Linked DNA regions of Mus musculus: region 2 is linked to region 1. A link is a contact called in public HiChIP or PLAC-seq data. All regions are on one chromosome and are shown on one strand. Each heading gives the region's core, a stretch centred on a gene start, on an enhancer-like site or on the middle of the called end of the contact. The rest is flanking DNA. Distances are from core to core; before and after follow the strand shown. Region 1 has its middle 25 kb from the start of Aasdhppt. Region 2 holds the start of Msantd4 (Myb/SANT-like DNA-binding domain containing 4 with coiled-coils).

Region 1 (3,296 bases), core at 781-3,280:
CCTACATCTGATTGGTTAACTTCTCTCTCATCTGATGGGTTAACTTGTCTCTCATCTGATTGGTTAATTTTGGTTAATTCTCAAAACCTCATCTTGGCAAAAACAACTTTACTGCCTATGTATGCGTGGTGGCCAGCGCCACCCTGCAACGGCACATGTGGCTTCCCACAGAGAGGGAGGGGGAGATGTGTATGCACACTGAAGTGTGGGTATGTGAACAAAATAAAAATAGAAGCTTGGGAGTACTACATTATGGACTAATGAAAATGCCATGAAAGTTAGGAAACTCACAACTGTACAATGAATATGTACAAAAAAAAAAAAAAAAAAAAAAGAAGAGCATAAGGTTTGGCCCAGAATAGTGGCTCAGATCTGCAGTCCTGCCAATCAAGGGATGAAGTCAAAAGGATTGACACAAATTGAAGACCTTTCTGACCTGTAATACAACATGTAGACACATAATATTCAAACAAGTCTGTCAAACCACATTTACTGCCATCCTCATCTAAGCTTTCTTACTTGGATGATCACCACAGACTCCTCAGGACTGTCTCCTCATCTGTAGGAAAATCCAGGATCTCCCTACCTGAACTTCGGGTGGATTGGGTTTGCTTACTTCCTTGACCCAACTTCTTATTGCTTTGCTTCATGATCTCTCTAGTTACTCATCAATTCACTTTTTGAATTTTCATTCACACTCTTACCCCCTGTATATAATGCTCTATATACTTGTTTACATGGTCCACTGTTAATTTCGTTGTCTTCATTCAAATATCATCTTTTAAGTGTGTCACATTCTGTCAAAGTTTGTACACTACCATCTTTATAATTGCCAACATTTATGATCTTGCCTCTACTTTTATTCCTGTTACTTAACACTATAAAGTGGCACATGTTACTTTCTTCCCTATTAATTGCTCTATTCCATTTAGGGCTCTGGAATGCTTTTGTTTACTTCTACTTTCCTGTATCCAGAAGTTCAGTAACTGTTGAATGAGTAATTATTGGGGTTCTTTATTGGTTTTCTAGGGCTGTCGGGGCAGGGGAGAGGGGGACAAAACAAAACACTAAAGGCAGTTCATTCACAGCAGAAAACTTTGCTCATTGATGAAGAATGGAATTTTGAGATCAAGCCTGTAGTAGGGTTGATTTTTGAGACACCTCCTCCCACTGACTCATAGATCTAACCTTATCCTTGTGTTCCCAAATAGTTTTTCCTCTTTTTTGTTTGTTTGTTTGTTTGTTTTGTCTTTTGAGACAGGTTCTCTGCGCAGCCCTGCCCTGGAACTTGCTCTGTAGACCAAACTGGCCATGAACTCAGAGATTTGTTTGACTCTGTCTCCTGAGTTCTGGGCCAAAAGGCATTTGACACCACCACCTGGCATGCACTAGTTCCGTTTTTTTGTTTGTTTGTTTTTTGTTTTTTATAGGGACTATTAGGTCTTCTCATCACTGTGATTTAAAAGGGAAAAAAGGAAGAAAGCTTTATTTTACCTCATGGTTTCAGGGGATTCAGTTCATGGTTGGTAGACATCATGGAGAAATCAAGGAAAAGAAAGAGTAGCAATTATTCCTAAGGGACAGGAAGTAAGAAGAGGTTTCTCTAGACAAGGTCTGTTTTTTTCGGCCAGTCTCTGTCTCCTAAAGATGACACCTTCTCCAAATAGTGCCACCATAAGAGTTGGGGAAAGGGGTATTTCCCAATCAAACTGTGAGAGGGATGCTAGACCTACATAATGATAGCCTGTTCTAGTGAACTTAATTAACATTGAATTGCCCTGTTGTAAGCTGGCCCGCGGCCTACTTGAACCGGGTACACCTGGGAGGCAGGCTGGGGCTGAAAGAGACTAGAGTGCGAGAGAAATTAATGGAGACCAAGACAGGTTCTGTTCAAGGCCAGTTTACTAAGAGAGTATGCTTATAAGGGGGAAGGCCCATCCCCCACCAGTCCATTCTTGGTGTCTGGAGCCAGCCTTTTGGGGAGGTACAGGATAGGATGTTCCTCTGGAGTATCTCAGCGGCCTCTCAGCAGGTAGCAGTGTCTTGGAGGTGAAGTGGCGGGTGGAAGAACAATAGAGCCGTCTAGGCAGGAAGGCTCCACCCCAGGTGGTCTAATTCTCAGTGGCAATGGAGTCTGACCCAGCCTGCTTCATGGTGGGGGAGGTTACATTGCCCAATCTCCTTATATACTCCCAGATACACAAGAGTTACATAATATAGTCACTTGCAGATTTTTCTAATAGCTTCTTAGCTGGTGAGAGGAGGAGGCTTACCATGCCATTCTAATCTTATGAGAAAAGCTCTGACTACTTCATTGGACAAGACTGGAAACAGCTGCTGTTTCTTGTGGTTCCTGTGGAACCCACATGTCAATGTGTCACTGGCATGCAGGTGTGCGGATCTCTTCTGGACTGTAGGGCGCTCCTTGTGAATCTGATAAAGCCATGGACTCTTGTTTTGTTTTGATTTTTCAGAAAAAAAAAAAAGTGTATCTGTGTGCACTGAAACACCCATGCAAATCTTGTATTGTTAATATAAGAATTGAATGAATAATATATAAACATATAACATGCTTCTAATTCTTGTTGATACTTCCTCTGATTCTTTCTCCTGAAATTTGTTCTCCATTATTTGATCACATAATTTTTTGTAGCTTGCTGGGGACAACATACAATGACAGGGCCTACCTGCAGTAGGCCAGGATGGAGGCATCTTAGAAGCCCGCAGCAGCTCCTTGTAGAAAAGGATGGCTTCTGAAACCCTGAGAAGCAGGAAACACATCCCTTCGGGGGACCTGCCATCTGAAATAGGGGACTGCCTGCAGTAGGCTGGGATGGAGACATCTCAGTAGCCTGCGGCAGCTCTTTTTTTTTTTTTTTTTTGCGGGTGTGTGTGTGTATGTGTGTGTTTGAAGACAGGGTTTCTCCTAACCTTAGCCCTAGACTGCATGGATTTATTTGTGTGTGACTGCTTTTCAATTGTCCTTGCTATGGATAATTCTATTATATCTGACTTTCTTACTTCTTTTTCTTTCTGCTCTGGTGAATTCTGTGAATTTGGGTGTTCCTTGATGTAATGATTTTTAAAGAATTAAAAATTGAGGCATGAGACACTGCACAGTAAAATCTTAATGGCCCAGGTGCATGCTGTGTGTTCTTATCTTGGAAACAATGGAAGAGCTGCACAATGGTAGTTGCAGATTAATGCTTGACTTGCAAAGAAAGTTTGAAGAAACTTTAGAAAATGAAATGGAGCTAACAGGATCCCAAGAAAGGAAAAATTATTATTATTATTAC
Region 2 (3,145 bases), core at 562-3,061, 92 kb before region 1:
GCCGCATCTTCTGGTGAACCCCATGTAGAGACACAGAAGAAGGACACTTATGCTCTTGGCCTGCTTGTTCTCACCTCACTAGTCCATTCCTTCATTATCATTAGAGCCTAATTCTCTGGGATTCCAGATTATGCTAATGACCAGCTGAGACATCCAGCCTCATAAATTGAACTAGACTCTTGGACTCTCCATTTATAGCCAGCCACTGTTGGATTAGCAGCCACTGTTGGATTAGACTGCAGCTGGTAAGTCATTCATATATATGTATGTATATATATATACATATATATACATACACACATACATACATACTTTCTAAAAGTTCTGTTACTCTAGAGGACCCTTATTCTGGTCAGTCTTCACTTAATCCAGAGAAAGACTTTACCTGAAGCCTTGACAGTATTGAGTTAAAGAACATTTGAGCATCAGTGCAGTCAGAGATAAAATCTGTTAGCTGCGTTTACAAAAGCAAAAACTAGCAGATTATGAATATGTCTGTCTTTTTGTACCATTCCTAGTACCTTGATGCTGTGTATGAGAGGTTTGGATTTTCTCTAACAGACTCCCAAATAAGTTCATCAAAGGTATTTACTCAGCTCCTACATTTGGGGCACCATTCCTGGTGCTAGGGATAGAACCGGTCATAAAATGTACAATTACACTATTTTTGATGCCCAACACGTCCCCCTCTTTATTGTTTTCATCCTGTTCTTACAGTAAGGAACTTGACAGTCAGTCACTAAATCTCAGGTCCCAGTGTTCGAACCACAGACAGCAGCTGTTTTCCTGAACTTCCTGACCATTGGGAAAGGAAGAATAAATAACCCTCCAACTTGTGGAGGGCTTCCACAATTATTCTTTACTGTTCAGAAACAGAAATGTTGTGCAGTGCACTCACATAACTACCAATGATGTACTGTAAGATAAAACTAGGTATTTCCTCTGTAACGACTGAATGGACTTTCTAGGTTTTTGTCTAACATAGAACTAAAAGATCTGGAAAAAAAAAACTGGCAATAACATCTAAATTAAAGAAAGAAAGAAAGAAAGAAAGAAAGAAAGAAAGAAAGAAAGAGAGAGAGAGAGAAAGAAAGAAAGGAAAAAAGAAAGGAAGGAAGGAAGGAAGAAAGAAGGGAGGGAAAGAGGGTAGGTTTGGGGGGGGGCGGGGGAGAGAGGGAGTCACTAAGTAGTTAAGAAGAAAAGCATTCCAAATCTACAAACTTCCCTCCACCCCTGTCTCACTCCAATCTTATTTCAAGAGTGACTTCCCTTTCCTCAATATTATTACAGGGTAATTATTTTCCTTCCTTTAAAACTTGAGGTGATAAACACAACTGAAGTTTGCTTAAGGGTCTCCCGCTACGAAGTAACGTTGGGAAGGTGCAGTTGAGGCCTCTGGGACGATGGATCCCACAGCCTGGAGTTTTCGGTGGGGGAGGGGTCAAGGTGGTGCAGCGCCCAACTAGAGTCCAGGCAACTTGGAGGGTTATTATTGCTTTCCGAATGGTCAGCAATAGCCCTACCTAGGTTTCCCTCACTTCTGCAGAGGCCCAGAGCTTCTCCCGAGTCAGGTGACAATTATGAGTGGGACTTTACTCCACAGCCTCGGGATCCTGCGCTCTTCAATGTCAAAACCAAAGCTCACCGAGGCGACACCCCACAGAGACCCACCCTGCCAAGTCTCCTCTGCTCCCTCGAGCTCCCCAGTCCCCGTTGCTCCGCTGCAACCCAACACTCACCTGCGACCCCGGGGCACCTCTGTCGGATCGCCCCTGAGGGTGCTGGAAAAGAGATGCTTCATGGAGTCCCCGCCCACCAACTTCTGCCTGCTCCGATTGGCTGAGATGGCTGTTGCTCATGGGTTGCAGCTAATCCATTTGTCCAGGGGGAATTGCCACTCTGCCTTAGAGCCCGCCTCAGGCCAGGCCTCACAATGGGAATCGAGTCCCAAACCGGTTCCGGGTTAGTGCCCTGGACAACGCCCCGAAGTGATTCGCCTCCCGTTCAGCGCTCACTTTTTGCCACGTGACCCTGTCAATCAAGCGTCCTCTAGCAAAGGATTGGTCCCTAGAGACAGTCTTGCCTCGCTGCTCCGCCCGATGGAGACTGGCCTTTCAATCTCCAAACTCCGCTCCTGTCCTTGATCTTCGATAAGGCCAAGGAAAAATGGAAACCCTTGGGTCCTCCTCTCCTATTCACCTAGCTGCGGTCTCCGTGGACCTCAACCTCTGACGTTGCCTTTGCAGTTTTCAAATCAAAGACTCGTTTTGTACTCTTAACCTAAAATGGAACATTTGGCTTGTGGACGGTTTCTCCAGTGTTCTCCATCTCCTCCCTCTGATCCTTCAGAGCCCTACGGGCTGATGTCTCCTTTGGCATTGTCAGTGAACCTGGTTTCCCACTTCCTCCGTTTCAGGAATGTCCAGTTCTCCCTGAAAATTACTAATACCCATCCTCTCACAGCCCACTCTTCAAATTAGAGTCAAATTGAGACGCCTACAGTTTCTCGGGGGAAATTATTCCTAATATGCAAATTAGGAAATTCTCTTTAGGCTTTTAAAATCCTAATCCTGCTTTTCTCTCAGGCTTTTTTTAACATGGTCTCCCTTTTTGCTTCCCCCAGCTCTCCACTGTTCTTTTGAACTCTTTAGTGTCTTAGGGACTGCCTTTGCCTTGCTGTGTTTCCACCCTGTAAGGCTTTCCCAGGATCAGAATTCATTTTGGAAATTCTTTTTTCTTTTCTTTTCTCTCTTCTCTCTTCTCTTCTCTCTTTCTTTCTTGTTTGTTTGGTTTTTGTTTTTTGTTGTTGTTGTTGTTGTTTTTGTCTTTTTGTTTTGTTTTGTTTTGTTTTTTTGAGACAGGTAGCTCCGGCTGTCCTGGAACTCGCTCTGCAGACCAGGCTGGCCTCGAACTCAGAAATCTGCCTGCCTCTGCTTCCCAAGTGCTGGGATTAAAGGCGTGTGCCACCACTGCCCGAGAAATTATTTTCTAAAGTAACCTTTCCTATGCAGTTACTTCGCAGCTACTTCAATTTATCTCTCCAATATAAGTTTGCCAGATGGGAAGGATGGCAAGCTAAATTTGAATAACAATTTCAGGGTGACATTCCACATTTTTTATTTGTTGACTCTGACAATCATGCTCA

Evidence for each region. HiChIP or PLAC-seq counts read pairs in DNA pulled down with a chosen protein or histone mark.
Region 2: an H3K4me3 HiChIP or PLAC-seq map of embryonic stem cells shows a contact between it and region 1, with 6 times the contacts expected there. The contact joins the promoter of Msantd4 here to the enhancer-like site in region 1. A contact is called at or near these places in 7 of 39 promoter capture datasets (the 3T3-L1 cell line, 3T3-L1-derived adipocytes, the C10 cell line and 3 more), 3 of 115 datasets of contacts at active chromatin or transcription factors (the SCID.adh cell line, bone marrow-derived macrophages and embryonic stem cells) and 4 of 9 other capture datasets (adipose tissue, liver, macrophages and 1 more).

What each region holds. Positions count from the first base shown.
Region 1 is chr9:4,282,820-4,286,115 of GRCm38.p6, reverse strand. No RefSeq gene overlaps it. Among named protein-coding and RNA genes, the nearest start is that of Aasdhppt, 25 kb to the left of the region's middle. Within about 2 kb of position 2,030, at least 26 of the 459 cell types and tissues checked have an H3K27ac peak or open chromatin away from gene starts, as enhancers often do. A contact at or near this core is called in embryonic stem cells, where this site is marked.
Region 2 is chr9:4,375,218-4,378,362 of GRCm38.p6, reverse strand. It overlaps Msantd4 (Myb/SANT-like DNA-binding domain containing 4 with coiled-coils), which reads right to left and starts at 1,811. Exons shown (of 3, transcript NM_145609.2): 1 at 1,740-1,811.